3 separate regions of the Mus musculus genome follow, and regions 1 and 2 are each linked to region 3. Evidence: chromatin contacts called from public promoter capture Hi-C data. All regions are on one chromosome and are shown on one strand. Each heading gives the region's core, a stretch centred on a gene start, on an enhancer-like site or on the middle of the called end of the contact. The rest is flanking DNA. Distances are from core to core; before and after follow the strand shown. Region 1 holds the start of Zfp143 (zinc finger protein 143). Region 2 holds the start of Rrm1 (ribonucleotide reductase M1). Region 3 holds the start of Ears2 (glutamyl-tRNA synthetase 2, mitochondrial).

Evidence for each region. Promoter capture Hi-C pulls out the DNA fragments that hold promoters and counts their contacts.
Region 1: a contact with region 3 is called in a promoter capture Hi-C map of cranial neural crest. The contact joins the promoter of Zfp143 here to the promoter of Ears2 in region 3. A contact is called at or near these places in 4 of 39 promoter capture datasets (cranial neural crest, liver and maxillary cranial neural crest).
Region 2: a contact with region 3 is called in a promoter capture Hi-C map of cranial neural crest. The contact joins the promoter of Rrm1 here to the promoter of Ears2 in region 3. A contact is called at or near these places in 3 of 39 promoter capture datasets (cranial neural crest, maxillary cranial neural crest and pre-B cells).

What each region holds. Positions count from the first base shown.
Region 1 is chr7:110,060,390-110,063,089 of GRCm38.p6, reverse strand. It overlaps Zfp143 (zinc finger protein 143), which reads right to left and starts at 1,379. Exons shown (of 16, transcript NM_001374618.1): 1 at 1,315-1,379.
Region 2 is chr7:102,440,343-102,443,184 of GRCm38.p6, reverse strand. It overlaps Rrm1 (ribonucleotide reductase M1), which reads right to left and starts at 1,490. Exons shown (of 19, transcript NM_009103.3): 1 at 1,142-1,490; 2 at 110-198. The coding sequence starts at 1,160.
Region 3 is chr7:122,065,693-122,068,392 of GRCm38.p6, reverse strand. Ears2 (glutamyl-tRNA synthetase 2, mitochondrial) reads left to right here and starts at 1,307. Exons shown (of 9, transcript NM_026140.3): 1 at 1,307-1,488. The coding sequence starts at 1,350. It overlaps Ubfd1 (ubiquitin family domain containing 1), which reads right to left and starts at 1,195. Exons shown (of 7, transcript NM_138589.2): 1 at 909-1,195; 2 at 400-729. The coding sequence starts at 1,110.

The DNA of each region.
Region 1 (2,700 bases), core at 130-2,629, about 12 Mb after region 3:
CCTAGGTAACTCAGGTTGGCCATAAACTCAATCTGTAGTGGAGGCAGGCCTTGAATTTGAAATTTCTCCTATTTTTGCCTTGATAGCTTAGATTTCAAAGTTGAACTACCAGACTTAGTTTGGACTATTTTAGGTGAATTTGAACGTGTGTATATTCTATCAAAAAGCTGTTATTAGTATACTTGAGATCAGGAACTCAGTGTGTAGCTAGCTGTAAATCTGTAATAAAGAGTAGTCTTGAAATCCTCTTGCCTCAGACTCCGATTGCTGGAATTATAGACAGAGACACCATGCCCAGATAAAACAAACCAAAATAAACAAAGGGGAAGAGTATTTGTAGAGTCGATTGACTCATCTCCAAATACTCAAAATGTCAGGGTAAGATTTATGCTTATTGTTTTGTGATCTTTACATTTCACAATGAATTTACTATATACTTAGAATGAAGAAAGTGTTAAAATGTTACACAAGTTTTTGCCGAATAGGGCTGAACGCATCTTTCCTAGTAAAATTTAGGACCAAACTGAACACAATCTGAAACGTGCAATTTCTCACATTCCCAACGGAATATGCCAGATGATTTGAATATTTCAAAAGGGAAGGCAGAACTTGATTCTAAACAAACAGATGGGCAGTGGTATTCATTTCTACTTATTGAAACATCGTTTAATGAAAGGGAGAAAGTAAAAAATGAGTGAACGAAAGTCCCATTATAAAACATTCCAAGAGACTATTTTTGAATATTCGATGTTAGGCCTCACAGACTTTTGAAGAAAAAAATTGTGAAAACGAATAAATGTGCCTACGATCAGAATAGGAAGAAACCCGGGGGCGATATGCAGGCGTGTCCCCAGCCGCGGGCCCCGCGCCCCTGCTGGGGCCTGCTGAGAACCGAGGCCCGGAGGCCCAGTCCGACCGGCTTCCACACCGAGCGAGCGCCCAGGGACTCGCTCCGCGCGAAGGTCAGGTCGAGCTGAGCCTCCCGGCTCCCGAGAGCTCCACCCTCCCCTCCTGCTCTCCCTCCCCTCAGCGGCCCCCTAAGGGGACAGGCGGGGCGCTGGGTGAAGGGGGGTGGGGTGGCGTCCTCAGAGGGAAAGGCTCCGCCGCCCTAGAGTGGCGGCCTCGGGTTATTAATAAACTCCGATTCTGCCCGGGCTGCGCTACGAAGGCGGCCGTAGGATCGGCCAGGCCTGAGGACCAGCATAAGCAGCTGGAGGGAGAGCCGGGGCCCGAGTGGGCCCGCGCCGCCGCACTGAGGGCGGCGGCCGGGCGGAGAATAATGCACACTGGGTAAAAACACATTTATATACGAACCTCCGAGAAAATTTTCCAACAATTCCTTCGTCCGACCACCATGCACCAGGACAGGAAACAGCCGCCCGGCCCCCAAGCCCCGCAACCCGCATAGCAATTCTGAGTCCCGCCCCTACCCTCCATTGGGCTGTCTTTACGTCACTCACTGGAAGACTCTTGCTCTCGATTGGTCTAGATTTAGCTGACGGGCAGGAAACCGCCACTAACTACGCCCACCTCACCTGCGTCATTGTTGCCTGACCTTCCTACCCGCTCATGAGTGGCTGGCGCCAGGTACGGAATCAAAGCTTCTGTGCCTGACTGGATGGCGAAACTGCTCATCGCGGACCACTCCGCCCCACGGACGAGTGAATTATGCCGATTCTGGGGCCCCAGCGGGAGGCGCCATTTTGTAGCAAGGGAGGGAGGTTCGTCCTTTTGATTGCCCGGGAGGGAAATAGGGTGATGGGCGCCATTTTCCCTACAGGGCTAATGTGGAACCCATGGAGCTCCCGGTGGCCCTGCCGGAGCGTGTATCGGAGGCCGGATGGGCCTTGCCTTTCTATTGCCGAGTGTTATTTCATTGGAAGGTTAGAGGAAGGCAGGAGGGCGGCCCGAACCTCCCACGCGCTCCCTAGGGGCTCTCGGAGTCGGCCGAGGCCTTCGCTTTGGGTCTCTGTGCCTAGCGCAGCTGATGCCGGAGACTGGGTTCGGAACCTGCCTGCCCTTCCCCAATCTCCGGGCATGACCATGCCATGGGAGGTTGAGCTTTCTGCTTCTGCGGAGATCCCGGCGGAGCCGAGCTTCCGCTGGGAGGCAAAGCGAATGCTCTTAGTGTGTCCGTGGACTTGTGGTCGCTCGGGTCCTTTGCATGCGCTTTCCCTGTTTTGTGAAACTGAAGGATGAAGAAAGCATCTGTTGGGCTCTTTAACCTATTGAGACATTAGTTGTGGCATGTGGTACGTTTTTTTTTTTTTTTAATCCTCTCGGCCCAACCCTTAAGCCATTTCCAATACAAGGCATTTCAGATAAGAGTGCAGTAGCCGCAGTACCAGGTGTATATTCCAATAAGATGAGGAGGTTGACCAGCATTAGCCGTCAGTCACTTGCATTTCAGGTGATGTCATTGATGAAGTCGAAAAATAGCCGGGAGAAACTTGAGTTTGTAACTAAATCTAGTCGGAACCTACAGTATTACCTTCTCTTGCCCTCACCCCATCTGAGACTTTAGTTTGCAGTATAGTTCAGTAGGCTATGAATTTAACCGGAGAGTATATCCCTAAGTGCTAAGAGTAGGCTGTATAGCCTATGCCACATAAGGCCCAATAAATCACAATTTTAAAATATTAATCTAACCAGGGCATAGTTACATAATCGGTACTCAAATGTCATTTGAAGGATCTCAGG
Region 2 (2,842 bases), core at 241-2,740, about 20 Mb after region 3:
AATAAATTCACATTTAACACTGAAGTATAGTTAAGTGAAGGGCTAGAGGTAAGTGACATAAAATCACATAGCATGCAAAGAACCCCTGATACACACTGTATTTACTTACAGGATCAACAAAGTCCATGTTGAGTCCATAACAGAGTTTCTGGATTCGTGATGTAATTTTGTCAAACATAACTCGCTCTTGGCGGCCATCTAAATAATCAAATCACAGTTAGCATTAGCAGTTATTAAGCGGGCAATACCAAAGAATCAAGTATATTCAGCTTTTAAAACTGTTTAAAACAATTAAGAGATTGTCTTTGGGGTCTGCAGAGACTGCTCAGTGGTTAATCATGTCTACTCGGATTAAGTCTTTGTCTATTTGGGTTAAAAGTCTTTGTCTATCGACCTATGATAGAGGAGGCAGCCCTCTGTGAGTTTGAGGCTAGACTGATCTACACAGAGTAAGTTCCAGGCCAGTCAGAGAAACCCTGTCCCAAGAACAAACAATGTAAAAAAAAAAAAAAAAAAAAAAACCTCCCCACAAAAATGCAGAGGCAGGAGAGATGATACTACACTCCCACCTCAGAAGAGACCAGAAAAATGACAGATGTTCAAAAAATGTGGTGTCCTGCCTTTTCTTTTTTTCCTTATTTCCTCCTACACCAGATCATCGACTCCGCGGTTCTTTTGTCTGTTATTTTGTTTAAGAAATGAGGAAAGACAGGCACAGGGCTATTATGAGCTATGGGTTTCAATTCTAACCTCACCAACTACTAGCTGGGGTGGAATGGGGGTGTTGGGGTGCTTTTTCGTGTCTTTGCAACCTCTTCTAAAAAAATGGAGCCAAAAGCAGCTACCTCTGAGGATGGCGGCAAGGAATAACAGTGCTCGGGAACAATCTCAGACAGGGTTGGAGGGAGTCTGGAAGGGAGCACAAAGTCAAAGTCAAAGGGAACACACAAAGGTCAAGAGAATGGGGACAGACTGAGCAGACACAGGCCCAGCTGACAGACAGGGCGGGAAGCGCGGCGGGAAGCGCGGGAAGCGGCGAGGCGCCGCGGGTCGGGCGGGTCGGGCGGGCCGGCGATAGTGACCGCTGGGCTCTCCGCAGCCGGGTCCCCTCTCCTCCTCCCCATCCCCACGGACCCCTCACCTCGCTTGATCACATGCATCGCCGCTAGAAGCTGAAGTGCTGAGAGGTTCGAGACCAGTTAGCAGCTCCGAGGCGAAGAAGGGACAGAGACGACTGTCAGATGTGAAGGGTTGGACTCCGAGAGGCTGCTCGGACGGAGGGATGGAAGCTGCGCGATAGACAGCACTTTCCTCACCAGAGCAGACTAACCGAATTACGAACTCCTTCCCGCTCCCGCCACCCGTGACGTGCAGAGCAACGCGACGGACGGAATTCGAATGACGTTCTTGACGTTTCAACGCCGGGAGTTGAATGGGCGGAAACTGAGCAGTAGACAGACAGCACACGAGTCCCTTGGCCGCCATATTGAGTGTGGGCAAAGCCCGGGAGACTGCGCTCCTTTCCACCACATTGGGTGAAAGCGGACCTGGCGGGAACGAGTTCTCCTGCCGCCATATTGGGTGTGGGCAAGCAAATCTCCCGAGTATTTTTATTTCATAACAAAAAAGTAACCAACCAGATATCCAGAACACCTTTTTCCTTTTTCCTTCTTCCTCCTCCCTTCCCCCTTCCCTACCCCTCTGACTTTTTTTTTTTTTTTTTTGCTATTTTACATTATGGACATTATGGAAACACCAAGATTTTGTTCTGGTTTGCACTAAAGCCTACAACCCGCAAATAAGAAGCAGATAGGAAGCCCGGGGCTCGTAGGTCTACACTCCTCAGTTAAAGAGTGGGGCTAGACCAAAGGTGTTTGAATTTCAGCCTTACAGAAATAGGGGTACTGTGAAACTCTTATGAAGGCCCACAGTCCATTTGCTTTTACAGTTTTGTGGATGGTAGTAGAGATAGGATCAGCAATAAGATAGTCGTCGCCACATTAATACGTGAAAACAGCCAGACATTATGCAGAGACCAAGACATCTGCGAATACTCAGTCCTAAGGGACTTCTCCATCAAATCCCTCCCCAAATGACTCAGGGGGCCCCATAGAAAAGGAGGAAGAAAGAGTGTAAGAACCTAGGGGGATGGAGGACACCGAAGAATCAAGGCCCTCTATGCTCTTATAAACTCTTGAGACTAAGGCAGCATGCCCAGGGCCTGCCTGCCTTCCAGTTTACTAGTGTTTTTTATGGGATTTTATAGTGTTCGCCTGAGTGTGCGAACAAGTGTATCTCTGATTCTTGTTCCTTCTCATGCATTCTGTCCTTCTGTTGGTTCTGTTCAACACTGATGTGCTAGTTTTCTTTCTTTTTTTTTTTTTCTTTTTTCTTTTCTTCCCTTGGAAGCCTGTTTGTTTTCTAACGAGAGACAAAACGGGGCAGGACCCAGATGGGGAGGAACTGGAAGGAGAGAAGGGAAAACATAATCAGGATATGTTATGTGAGGCGAAAAAAAAAATCCATTTTCAATAAAATGGGGGGAAAGGCTAGGTGAAAAAAAGAAAGAATAGTTAAAGTCGTACTTTAAACCTATTCAAGACAAGTATAAAAACTAATTTCGGTCATAAAACTGATCTTCATAAAATAATGTATGTGGCATTCTTTCGCTAAAACCTATCATTTGCTTCTTACACCCTCCAGAAGGGGTCCATCTCCACCCACAACTGACACATCATAGGAAATCCTACATGAAGCTAGAGGACCAGGGCTATCCAGGGGGAAAATATGATATGGAAACACAATTGATATTCAGATGTTAGGGGAATATAATATCATTTGC
Region 3 (2,700 bases), core at 58-2,557:
CAGTTGATAACACTGTTTCATGAACTTCCCTTATGAAACTGATCTGTCTGCTGAAAATAAATCCGTGGCTAAATACTGGACCTGTTCAGAATCTCCTGTAAAGTTCATAAATACCGCGCCTAGCAATGACAGTCCAACATTAGTTAGAAGGGTGAGCCTTAATACTCAAGATTCAGGCTTGCATCTCACTCCACCACTTGGTGGTACCACTATCATTCTGGGCCTAATTTTCCCTCTCTGATTACTAATGGACATACAAGTACTGATTTCAGAAAACTGCAGTGAGGATAGCGGGAGTCTAGGCGCAAGAAAATCGCTAACAGTTTAGCACGACGTAAGCATCAAGAGCTAGAAGGTAGGTCGTGGGTAGAAGCAGTCGGGTGTCAGCTCCTCGAATACCTGTAATGGAGTGAATCTTCTGCTTTAGCTCGGACCCCGTGCTGTCCAGAGGGACCTTCACGTCGTGTTTGGTCTTGTTCCAGATTATCTTCAGATCCACCAGCTCCTTGCCCACACCGCCGCCCGCGTCCTCGCCGTTGCTGACCGAGGCCTGGGCCGCAGGGTCCCCAGGGGGCTGGGCCGGGGCCGGCTGCAGGTTGCCTCGCGCGTCGCAGGAGTCCTCCGCCGCTGCCCCTACGGCTGCTTCGGCCTCCACGCAGTTGAGGGGCCGTGCGGGCGCCTCGGTGGCCACAGCCTCGGCCTCCGTGTCCATGCCTGGCTCCTCCATGCCTGCAAAGGGGTTAGGGGGGTGGGTGCTCGCCACGAGCCCGGCCTGCGACGAGAACGGGCCCGGGCACCGTCGTTGCCGCGCCACGCTCCTCCCTCCGGGGCCAGGCCCGGTCCCACGACCCCGGCAGCGTCCGCAAGCTCTTCAGCCGCCGACCGACCGCCTTCCCCGCCACACTCACCATCCGGGGCTCCGGCCGCCGCCATGATGATTGTGTACAACACCCACCACGACCGCAGGGGCCGCCGGGAAGAAGCGAGCTGGCGGAGATTGGCCCCCGCACCAGCCCCTAATTTCACACAGGCTGGCCGGAAACAGGTGGAGGTTTCTATGGAGACCCGCCTCCTCCGCTTCCCGGGCCGGCCCCTGCCACGCTTTAGCATTCCCGCAGCCGGAGGGGGCGGGTCTGGGAGATCGCCTGCTCGCAGCGCTCGGTCCCCGAGCGGCGGCGCATCGCCGCCCTAGTCCAGAGGGGCGTGAGCAGCCCAGATAGGCGGCTTACGCCTTTAAGTGGCAGGGCCGCGCTCGCTGTGGCGAAAGTTGATTGGTTGGAGTGATTTTTTTCCCCCCCGCCGAGCGGAAGTGACGCGCGAAGGAGCCCACGTGTGTGTTTCTAGTCCACATGGCGGCGCCCCTCAAGAGGCTTCTGCTGGCCGAGCCGCACGTGGTGGCCCTCGGGCACCGCGTGGGGCGGCGCGAGGCCAGTCTGGGCCCAGATCCCGGGGCCCCGGTGCGAGTGCGCTTCGCTCCCAGCCCCACAGGTAATCCTAACGGACGTGACGCCGCTCGCCGCAGCCCACCTTCCCGTCCCCGCCCCCGAAAGTTCCAGAAACAGTCCCTTCCGGGGTTGTCTGCGCGACCCCGTTTTAAAGAGACGGAGGTGGAGGGCTAGGATTTGAAGTGATTGAGATTGCTAGAAGTTTCCTTGTTGTATTGTCTCTGTCCTTTCTTATTGCACGCTGTGTGCAGAGCGTATAGACTTTATGCCAAGGCCTATGCGCTATAATGCAGTGGTCATTGAAAAGTCAGGGTTCTGGCTTTGAAGAAACCGACAAATCCTAGAGTCATATGTGTCCATTTTGGCAGTGAAGCGGGATAGGGCGCCCTAGAAGGTATTGCTGAAGAGGTAACATTTGAGTTGAGAACAAGTGTCAAGAAGACCCGCTTGAAGCCTAAGAGGAAACGACATGCACAAAAGCCTGAGTTTGCTGGCAGCTTAGCAAGTCAGAAGAAAACAGAGGCCCATGTATATCTTGCTAGGAATTCTGTGTCTCCTCCCTTCCCACAAATTCCCAACCTTTAGTTCAAGCCACCTTCTACCCTGTTCACACTGAGCAACCGTTCATTCTAGGTCTAGGGTCAGCAGGAAAAGATATTTCTGAGTCTCAGCTGCACAGGAAGAACGCATTACCTCCAGGCAGGCAATGTAGATTGTGGAACTTCGATATGTGGTAGAAGCCCTGGTTCATAGTTAACTGTTGTGAATCTGTTTTTAAGACTGATATAAACGAAACTGCTAGGGAGAAAATGAGTGTCTCAAAACCGAGAGAACAAAATCATCTTTCTTTTTGTTAGTCTCAGTGATGTAAAATAGCTTATCAAATGACTGCAAGTATCTAAGTATCACAGTGTCTGTGTTTACCTATGGTCAACATGAACTGGGATACTCACCTTGTTGGAAGAAGCACTTATGCAGGCATCCAAGGCCTGGCATTTTCTGCATCTATATTTTTGTCTTTGCCAATCCCTAGATGTGTTGCTTTGGCAGAATTATTTGCTCTGTTTATGTCCCAATTTTGTGATTTGTCAAGTAGGGCTAATAATAGTGCCTGTCTGACGGGTTTGAGCCAGTACAGCAGAGGCACTTAGCAAGCACTGCCTCTACTACAATTACTGTTTTCATTTCTTTGCTGACTGGCAGGAAAAGCCCAAATGGGAAAGAGTTGACAAGCAGTGTAGATCACTATGATAGC